Regions from separate parts of the Rattus norvegicus genome. Here region 1 is linked to region 2. The links are chromatin contacts, called in public Hi-C maps. All regions are on one chromosome and are shown on one strand. The core of a region is the stretch at or near the end of the contact, and the rest is flanking DNA. Distances in the headings are between cores, read along the strand shown.

Region 1 (5,593 bases), core at 1,123-3,622, 56 kb after region 2:
TGGGGAGGTGGGAGGCCTACTGAGCAAGTGTGCATGACAGCTTTCTCTCTCTGCTGTGGGTTCTGAAGAATGCTTCCAGCGGCACACTGTCATGGGGGTGGCATTACTGTCCAGTTATTTGAAAAGGCACCCACACCTCCTATTATTCATCTCATAACTGTCTTATTGTTAAACAGGGGGATCGTGAATGTATTGTCCAAATTACACCATAGAGTAAAGATCAAATGTATAGCGCCCTGAGTCTCTAATCTAAGTTCTCAGTTATGCAGGAAAATTAGATGACTTTTATATGCTGGTAGTGAGTGCAAGCTGGCTGATATTAACCACCACCTCCTTCCCAGCTGCCCATACACCATCTGTTCAATAATTTACTCAGTATGTTGGCTAGGAACTGATATTGGACCCCTATTTTAAAACGTCTGGTTTATTAATTTCCATTGATTATATTAAAATGAATACAACTATGGGATTGAAAAAATAAGAATGGCATTGTAGGGTGATTGGAGCAAGAGATTGTGCGAGGGTTCTAACTAAGGAAGAATAACATCACAACAGAGAAAGACAAGGAACCGATTCAGTGAAGATGGGCAAGCTGCTTGTTGAGTTAGACGCGGAGTTCTTGCACGGTATAAACCCCACTAGATTGGAAATAAAAACTGTGGGTTGCTCATGCTCATGCCAGTGGGGATGGAGCCCTGCTAGCATGTTTAAACTTTCCCAGTGTGCATTCCTATCCACAGAGCTGGCAATGAAGGGAGGAGACACTTTTATGGAAGAAGAGGAACAATCAAATGCTTTGACGAAGGATGAGTTAAAGAGGCAATCATAACATTTTAGAATCTTTTGGCTCACAATAATTCATGGTGTTTGTCAAGCTGTAGACAATAGAAACTGGCTCAATCATAGAGAGCGAAGATATGATATGCTTAAATCCAGATGTGGCGATGATGATGGTGAACAGCCATTTCAAGCCCATGAAGGAGAACAGACTGAAAATATAAACCCAGGAAGTCCCTTCAGAACAGGTAGGGGATGGCCAGGTAAACAGCACCATTCCTAGAGAACCCTACAATTTTGGGGTGCTCCCTAGTACCGTGCTGCCTGGTAGTAAAGCTTCAGGATAGGACACCACAAAAATCCAGTGATCGCTCTCTCACTAGGAGTGATTTTGTTCTCCTTACATGCACCCCTAAACATCTGGTTTCCACTTGTTCTTCCCAGGACCTCCGACTCTCCACACAGGTTGCACTGTGGATGCTCCCCCTTTGTACTTTCATTTTTTACCTCCCCTCCTCAGAGCGGAACATAGTACTTTGGGCAGACGTCTCTGCGTCTCCTTCCTGCCAGTCTTGCATGTGACTGAAAAGACTGCTGAGCTCCACATCTCTTCACATGTTTCTTTGACATTTCTCTTGAGTTCCATCTCACAACGTCATTTCATGGTACACACTAAGCCGTAGTCACTATCTATAGAACGAGGAACAGGTCTGTTTGGTTAGCCATCTACGCTCCTCAGTGGACCGACTGTGGTCTTTCTTAGTGATGGTGCATTGTGTCACCACTCCACCAGAGTCTTAGGAGATTTACTGCCCACAGTCTATGCTCTGCAGTTTGTAGGCTCTTAGTGGGTTTTCTAAAGCTTTATCTCCGGGATTTTCTTCTTGTTCACTTCTGGAGTGTTCTTGATCTTCACAATCGCCTGATAAATATTTCAGCTGTCTGTCTCTGGCACTTTCCCTGACTTTTCCTCCTGACTTGTAACTACTCTATGACCAGTGTGGTCCTGTCTGTGCCAGCCCGGGAAAAGCTCTTTGTTGGGCCACAGGAACTGTGCCAGACACTTGGAGGTGGGGAAATTCCTGCTTCTACCTGTGAGAAGGCCAGTGGAAGGGAAATCCCTCAAGTAGCAGATGAGACTCTTAGTCAGAAAAAGGTTTAATATTCAGTTCTTCATTTACCAAGCATGCCCGTGTTAGATTTTAACTTAAATTATGAAATACTTTTCTCCTCGTTTGTAAAATAAAAGTGATAAAATCCATGTGAAGCCCAAGCCAGACACTCCTCTGGACAAGTAAGTGATAGGTCATATGGAGAGAAATCAGAGAGTTGGTTCAAGAGAGAGGCAGTCTGAGAGGAATTGTCCTTTAGGTCAGAATCTTACTAAGGGAGTTAGTGAAACTACAGACTACACTCTGCCTCTGAAGAGAAAGCGGTCAGTCTTGTAAGGCAATGCAAGGTGTCCTGTCCTAAAGGTTTCCGAGGGAGGTATGAATACAGCAGGAGGAAGTGGGAATATTGGGCTCTGTGGGAGAGCTAAGAGAGGAGGAAGACTGAAGGTCAGTCATGGCAGCTGCCCTGATGTGTAAGGCCAGTGGCATCTGGGAGCTTTGTCATCTAATGCGAACCACATGGAGTCATACATAAGAGAGAGTTTCGCAACCTCTGTAGAGATCAGGTTCTCCACCGTTTGTTGTCTCTGCTTTCTCCTTTCTTTAGATTATAATCGTAAAAGATCTACTCTTGATGTTCCCAGGAGAGTGGAAGGTCCCGTGTCATAGAAGGCATCACATAGGGAGTTAGTCTGCAGGATTTAGGACAGTGGTGACAAATCTTTTCACAGATATTGACTGAGGCCCCCCACAGTGCCCTAAAATCCCAAGTGATAAGAAGGTGGTCACAATAGTCTTTACTTCCGAGTCCAAGAACACCACAGCCAACTTTAGACACTTTGCTCAAAATGTCCTATCACAGCACTCTCCTGCTTTAAAACCTTCCTTGCTTTGTGCTCTCCTGAACTCACAGGTCCTTAAGGAAGCCGTTTACACAGATCAAACACATTCAGTCCACCTTGGCCTTCTTTCCTGTACCTGAGCTTTACTCTGCATCGTCCTACAGTGATGTTGATTTTTTAATTGGTTCCCCTGTGTTCTTCGCAACTCTCCTCAGACTCAGGGAGGTAGCCCTGTTTTATGGGAGCCGAGAGGTGTGTGCTGCTGCCAGGTGCTCCCTGAGCACTCTGGGATGTGACAGAAGAGCTTGAGACTCAGTGCCTGGAGGCCCACGGCCGACTGTGTGAAGGGACTCACGCTTACTCCCTACCATGTACCCACGACTCACTTACTTCCCAGGGCCAGTGTCTACTTCTAACAACTGTGGACAGGGATGTTCCCCCATCGCACCCTTACTGTAAAAAGGTGGTGCCTGTGCCTGGAACCACAGATTGCTTCCAGAGAGCATAACTGTCATGGGAAGGCGGGGCGTGTAAAGGAGCCAGAGCCCAGAATGAGACCAGATTAGTCTGTGAGGAGCTACCGAAGGATTCTAAGAGACAGCTTCTTGCTTGACCGAAGTTCAGTCTCTGAAGCTTTTCTATGGGCAAAATGAATATCAATAAGAACTCTGGGGTGTTTAATTTCTTATCTTTTGGATTAGGATGGAAGACTGCTGCCCGAGTATAAGAAAAATCCAATTGAGATGGAGGATATTTATGATTTTCACCAAGGCTTGTACGTGTGCGATTACACTCAGTCAGATAATGTGAGTTCCTGGACCGTCCGAGCTGTGGTTCAAGTGAGAACCATCGGTAAGTGACTTTTTCTGAACTCTTGTGGACCGGTGAAAATCATCTTTATTTGGTTAAGTGATTATTTTTCTTTAGATTAAGAAAAGAGATAGTCACACACTGGCAACCATTAAAGGGTTGCATGTTGGCAAACCCAGTGTCTCCATCAACGAAGTCTTATTACACAGAGGGGCTCAGCTCTGGGTCATGTTCATCTTGTCTTAAAGTGGGATATCTGTTCCTTTCTTTCTGGTTTATTTTTGCAAGAAATTTAAATATGCATTGGATAGTTTCTACTTGTGTATTTTATTTTTTAAGAAAAGGAACATCACTGCTATGGCTTGAGATCTGTTTCCCACGAGGCACTGAAAGATTATAGTCTAGATCAGTGGTTCTCAGCCTCTTTGATATAGTTCCCTTGTGTTGTGGTGAGCCCCAACCATACAATTATTTTATTGCTATTTCATAACTGTAATTTTGCTACTGTTATGAATTGTGATGTAAATACCCATGTTCTCTGATAGTCTTAGGTGACCCCTATGAACCCTAAAGGGGGTCTTGATTCACAGGTTGAGAACCCCTGGTCTAGATTAAATTTATGCTTTTTCTATGCATGCATACATTTATTGATAAAACACAACACTGCCTTTTGCATCTTAAACACACACTATCTTATTAAGGTGATGGTTTCGAGTTGGCACCCCTTATTCATGATGAACAAAATTTAAATATTCCTAAATAATATTGGGGGCCACGAGACTCTTTTGATTGGTATCAAGTTGTGCTTTTACTTTCTCTCCCCTAATTTATTCCTCTTTGACTAACAATAAAATCAAATCTCTCTCTCTCTCTCTCTCTCTCTCTCTCTCTATATATATATATATATATATATATATATATATATATATATGAGCACTGCTTCTGCTTCTGACACCAGAGTGAACGGCACCAAACACTCTTCTCTTCCTAATGGAATGAACATGGGTACTCACTCTGCTTTGCCCAGGGCTCTGACTTGGATGTATATCACCTATGTTGGGCCTGATGGACTGTGATGGTTTGTATATGCTCATGCTCAGGAGTCATGAGAAAACACCATACAGAGGAGGGAGAGAAGACCAGTGAACAGGGATCATTGGGTGTGGCTTAGGGTCTGCCCAAAGGTCCCACTTCACACTTGAAGCTGGTTTCAAGTTGTTAGTTCACCTCTCTCTCTCTCTCTCTCTGTCTCTCTCTCTGTCTCTCTCTCTCTCTCTCTCTCTCTCTCTCTCTCTCTCTCTGTGTAGGTTTTTGTTTGTTCATTCGTTTCCTTATTTGAGCAAAGGTCTCTCTGTGTATGCCAGCATAGAATCTTTAACACATAGTCTAAGTTAGCCACAAACGCATAATCTCTCGCCTCAGCCTCCTCAGTGCTGGGATCATTAGACCTGTGTGACCACTTCTGACAAGTTTGGTGTTTTACTCAAGGGACAAGAGAGGAGCACTTTATATTGTAATGCATGAACAGGCTTGTATACAGGCCAAATCACTCTGTCTAACATGAAGAAGTAACATTTTTTGAGAGTAAGTTTGGAGGCGGGGAAGACATGGTTAATTCAGGCAGTTGCCAGGAGCGACATGACAACGGTCATGCATCTGGAAATTTATAGGAGATGCTCCCATGGGCATGTAGGGGCTGGGAATAGTAGAAGCCAAGGATGGGAGACAGGGCTCCACTGCCTTCTACTGATAGTGGACAAGGTAGGAGTAGGTGTGGTCAGCAAGCTTAACAGACGGTGGCAATAACTCAGGAGGTAGAGGGAACAGAGTTTCTGAGTGAACAGAGCACTGCATTTTACAAAACAAATGAAAAGAAGAGAGAGCAGACATTCTAGTTTTCTGAGACGGTATGTCAGTAAATGCTAATAAGCACTGTATAATAAGAATGGGAGACCGAGAAAGAGGAGAGCCGATGCTAATTTGCAAGGACTTCAATCATAATGTTGCAATGAAGAGGGATATTAGATTAATGATGGAGACCTCAGGGCTGGG
Region 2 (5,379 bases), core at 1,457-3,956:
GTATTCTCCTTAGAAATACCTTCTCACTTTAAAAGAAACAAAAGATTTATTAGAAAATGTAAAGTATAAAAGAAAATAGAATGAAATATAAAATTAGAGAAAGGAAATATAATAAAAAATCCCAACTCTCACGATTAATTTTGTCAAGTCTGTATTTTAAACTATAAAGTTTATACGTGTAAGTTTCATAGCTGAGATTTGTACAACATGGACTTGACCTTTTTTTTTTTTTTTAATTTACTACCATAATGAAAGCTGGTGGCAGTCACTGACTTCTTTAACATTTACAGATGTTCCGATGGTCCATCTCAGCTTGTGCTGCAGACTCCAACTGAAGCAGCCAGCGTGAAAACCATGTCTGCCACAGCACAGCTACCCTACTGAAGTGTATGTCATTGCGAGGCAGCTTACTTTTGGGCTACTTCTAGGAACTGTGTAGGGCATTTGGACGGAACAAGATTAATCTGTAGTCAGAGGTCCCCTGGACAGTCTTCTCCAGTAGAACACACACACCGTGGGGTCCAAGGCACTCAGGGAACTGATCAGAGCCAAGGCAAGTGTCTTGCTAGGACCTTCAACTTTGCTGATAGATTGAGTCCTGCCTCAGTTGAGTCCTGCCTCCGTCGGCGATGGGACTCCACACTGGGGTGACAATGAAAACAGAATTCGGGAGACTCTTGAAAGGAGGGGAATGTTGAACTCATGGTCAACATATATTTCAGAGACGAGGCTGCAGAGACTCCATATGCAGAAGCATGTGTAGAGGATCCAGGATAGCCCATTCTTCCCTCTGTGCCTTTAATGTGGGTTGCCAGGTACCTGCGCATCTATCCTGTGGGTGGACGGTTTGCGAAATCTGCCTGCCCCGCTGTAGTGGACAGCTGTGTGTTCCTCTGCTGCTTCATCTACCTTTAGCGAGCTGCCAAAAACTGACTGATGAGACGCATGATGTGTAAACTGACTGATGAGAAGCATGACGTGTCTCATGTACAGGACGTGGAATCGGGAGAGAATCCTTGCTCTGGGTAACCAGCTCTGTGGCTGCCAGGAAGTTCCTCAACATCCTCAAATAGTAGTTTTCTTAGGTCTGTTGAAAGACAATACCACGCTGGATTCTTTTGCTAACAGAAAATAGAGGTATTTGGATTTCAGAAAGAATTCGATGAGTACTAGTATTAGTATTTGTGATTATGAAGTCTCAACGTGAGCCATGTGAATTTGACCATATTCTGTGATCATTCTGAATGAAGACCTCTAAAAATGAAATTCTCCCTAGTCTTAGTCCTGGGAATAGATACTCCTTCATTCCTGCTGCTCCACTCACTGAAAATGACCTACAAAAATTATTATTTGTCCTCGTTCAAGATTCTTCTGCATGCAATTCTAAACGATTTGCATGTAATTGAGCTGGGCAGTGTGACGAATGCCTTTAATCCTAGCACTTGGGAAGCAGAGGCAGGTGGATTTCTGCCAGTTTGAGTCCAACCTGGTCTATAGAGTGAGTTCTAGGGCACCAGAGCTTCCAGAGAAACCCTGTCTCAAAAAATGAGGAGAAAGAGGAGGAAAAAGGAGAAAAAAAAAGAAAAAAAGGAGTAAGAAGGAGGAAGGGAAGAGATAATTGACTTTTTTGTAACGAACTAGCATCTGATGGTTTTGCTAAACTCAAAATATTAGTTTTATTTTATGTTTTAAAAGGTTCAAAGTGTGATCCATGTAAAAATGTCTTCTGTGGACTTTCCCCCATTTCTACCATCTCCTGCCCCCATGTCTTCAGAGTGCTTGTCTGACTTTGAGCTGACGTTATTTAGTTACTAGTCATAGGAACGCAAAGCGTTTCTCCGTGCTGCTGCTTGTAGACATTTCCATATTAGACTAGGAAGCGAATGAGCCTTTCGACTGTCCAGTTTGTGAGTTGCAGTAGGAGTGTTGAAGTTTGTTAAACACTTGTTTTCCATGTATCCCAGAAATATTATGCTTTTCATATTTGTTGTACAGCAAACTTTTTTTCAATGGGCAAAAATAATTGTGCCATTGACTCCCTGAGTGTTTTTTTTTTTCATGTGTGTTTGAAGAATTTTAGCTCATTATAAAAAAAATCCAGAAATTCTCTGTTGGGGCTCCGTTTCTTTTGAACAATTTAAAATCTCACTATTACTTCCCAATTGTGAATTTCCACCCATTCAGGAAGCTGAGCATCTTGTGCTGGCCTTTGGACACTGTTGTCTCTGTGAGCTTGGCAGTCTTAAGGACTCTCCTCCCTCCTTCCCAGCTGGAGTCGCGGGTTCTCAGCGCCCTCTGCCTGAAGGGTGTAGCATGTACAGGGCGCAGGTGGTTCTTTAAGGAATCGTAGTGGGTAGAGTTGAAGGGCTGCAGGTTCCCGGAAGCCAGGGGCGGTGGCTGTGGCTCCCTGGAGGTGTGGAGCTCCGAAGAGTCAGCTGAGACCCAGGAAGGAGAGCTCCAGGGGCGTTTTCTATCGCCTTGGAGGTGGGGGTCAAGGTTAGCTCTGAGAACTGTGGAGCTCATAGGTGAGCGGGGACCAGCGGAGGAAACAGGCACAGGCTTGCTGCCAGGAGCGCAGGGCTTCCCAGAACTGAAAGCTCCAGACTTGAGTGCCCCAACTCTAAACTCAGGACTGGAGCTCCTCCCATCCCGGGCGGTGTACACCAGAAGACTTAACTTTTCCTTCTTACTGTTCCGATCTTCCTTCCCCCATCCCCCACCCCCGGAATCGCTAGCTTTTCTTTTTTCTTTCATTTTCTTCAATAATTCCTTGGGTTGCCTGATCCCTCTAACAAGCTCCTGGCCCTGTCTGACCATACTCTCCTTCCCTGTCTGGTGTCACAGTTGTGGACCCGGAGGTGTTCAGTCTCACCTGCTTGGTGAATTCCGCAGATGTAAGTGAAGGAGAAGCCACTGTCCTGCCCTGATTGTGAGTCACCTCTCTGAAGGTAAGGGCAGGCTCTGATGTCCAGTCCTCACTGTCTTCTGCTGTCTGGAGCAAGGGGAAGGGACCACCCACTCCCAGGGGTGCAAGGATCCTGAAAACAAAATCAATTGTGAGTGGTGCTTGTGTGTGTGTGTGTGTGTGTGTGTGTGTGTGTGTGTGTGTGTGTAACTAGTGACTACAAATGCATAGGTTCTTTGTAGAGAGGTATAAACAGATGAAACACAGCAACAATTGGTTTATTCGGCGCTTACCCTCTGCTGACAATACACTCAAGTGTGCTGTATTCTAGTCGCTTAATCCCCCAGAAGACAAATGAAACAGGCAACATCATCAGGTTTAATAAACAACGTCGAGGGAGAAAGATGCAGGGATTTATCTAAGAACATCTACCTAGTAATAGATTAGAGATTCCATTGGATTTTCCTTATTCCGGAAATTTTTGTGCTTAATGAAGGGGCTTCCGGAAGTAAGAAATCCTAGCAGGGCACATCACGGTTATCACATCAATGAATGACTGATTTATGCAGATTTGGGGGAATAGTTCCAACTCCCTTGAATGTTTACATGCATGTGTGTGCACGGATGCATGCACAAGCGCCCCCCCTCCCCCATGCATAACACAGTCACAAGAATATCTGCTTCAAGATATTACATCCTGGAAGAACAGGGAGCCACAGTAGGAAGTGGAGGCTGGTCCAAGAATTGTGGGGGTGCTGTGAGGTGGGTTTGACTGGGAAGGCAAGCAATCTGACAAAGCCAACCATTGTGTCACATGGCAAGGACCTTTGGGTCCTGGAGGAGAGTAGGGAACATGGTCTGTATGTCCAGATCAATGCTTGTGCAGGCACATTGGGGGAAATGGGGAGATAATAGCAGCAGGTATTTTTATGCTAAGTGTTGGGAGGTGGCAACAACTTTCCTTATAGACTTTCCTTAAAGTCCACTGTGCACACCCCTTGTCTTAGAACAGAAGTGCATAGATGCCTTCAAGATCATTTTTGCAGGTTGAACCTGGCTGTTTTGCCTTTCTCCAGAAGTAAAACACTTATGCATTAGACACTGTAGTGAAAAGGAGAGTGGAGGAGAGCCCAGCTCAGTGGGAGAGGGCTTGCTAGCCTGCCCTCAGTTCTCAGCACGTGTGTGTGTGTGTGTGTGTGTGTGTGTGTGTGTGTCCTTATGGGGTGTCAGGACTTTCACCAAAGCAGTGTTAGGGATACCTCACCTCAGGGTCATGTTTTGTTAAGCAGTGGCTGACACTTAGGTGACAAGTTTACCTGTGAGTCACTGAAACAACTGTCAAGGGCTTGGCTGTTTCCTACTCTCCTAGCCTCAGAAACTGTGTGTATGCACATGAGTGTGAGTGAATGTGTGTGTGTGTGTGTGTGTGTGTGTGTGTGTGTGTGTGTGTGAGCACCTACTGAGGAGCTTTTAAAGGGCTTGCATCTATGTGCTCCGATGAACTGTTTTTTACTAGAATGTGGTCAGTTTTCTCATGGGGAGGACCCAAAAGGAGATGGAACAGAATCAGAAACTCAGGACCTCAGGACATGACCACATTGACACCCTTTGAAAGGACATCCTGGAAGTGCCCCCTTGTCTTTGGGGACAGAGATAGTGGTCACCTTGCATCTGGCCTTCACTCTATGCCTCAAGATTACATAACGTTTGGAAGAGAACTACTTTAATCTAGAGATAATTTCATGTCATTGGGTAACTAAGTTTGTAACTATCCTTTCTGTTCATGGGTACACACATATGCTTGCACATGTATTAATTTTACATTTATTATGTCAACTCTAGAGTGAATGTTTCTAAGACAATATGTTATTTTCTGGGTGTGTGGGCAAGACCTGTAAACTGGTGGCTTTCCATCTGTTTTCACCCTGGAGTCAGGGGGAACTTTGGGGGAGTCAAGGGCTCAGGCCACCCCCTGTGTATGTTTAGTGGGCAACAAGCCTGTTAAAACATGTTATGCCTTTGAAGATGTCATGCTCTGAGAAATTGCAGGTGGTGTAGGTGTGCAATGAATTGAATGATCAGCCAGGACTCCCCTCTGTATGTGTTTTGTGGATTTGGTTCACTCAATGATTCAGCAAAGAAGCCAACATAGAGGGGCTCGTGCTGGTTAGTGGTAATTGCCATGGCTAGGTTAGCACAGAGAGAAAGTGTGTTCATGCACACATTCGCCACTGGGCAGGCACCTGTGCTAGATCTCCCAGAGTGCTCTAGGAGAGCCTTTACATTGTAAGTGAATATCAACCAACTTCAAAGGAAAGGTAGCACTATTTGACTGGACAGAGAAGTAATTCGTATTTATTTTGGAAGCAGAAGTTTAATTAGGTACTACTATATTTCATGGCAAAGAAGAAAATAAAATGTTTATAAATTTATAAATAAGCCAAATGTAAGAATGAAAACCATAAAATAAGGAA

What was found. Hi-C and Micro-C count contacts between places; a contact is called where the count stands out from the background.
Region 1: a contact with region 2 is called in a Hi-C map of the A7r5 cell line, with 3 times the contacts expected there. The contact joins the enhancer-like site here to the promoter of Il18r1 in region 2. A contact is called at or near these places in 4 of 12 Hi-C or Micro-C datasets (the A7r5 cell line, the Rat2 cell line, Schwann cells and 1 more).

What each region holds. Positions count from the first base shown.
Region 1 is chr9:50,276,974-50,282,566 of GRCr8, forward strand. It overlaps Il18rap (interleukin 18 receptor accessory protein), which reads left to right. Exons shown (of 12, transcript NM_184047.2): 6 at 3,433-3,583. Among named protein-coding and RNA genes, the nearest start is that of Il18rap, 16 kb to the left of the region's middle. Within about 2 kb of position 2,373, at least 4 of the 93 cell types and tissues checked have an H3K27ac peak or open chromatin away from gene starts, as enhancers often do. A contact at or near this core is called in the A7r5 cell line, where this site is marked.
Region 2 is chr9:50,220,785-50,226,163 of GRCr8, forward strand. It overlaps Il18r1 (interleukin 18 receptor 1), which reads left to right and starts at 2,707. Exons shown (of 11, transcript NM_001106905.2): 1 at 2,707-3,056. It also overlaps a transcript of Il1rl1 not described here.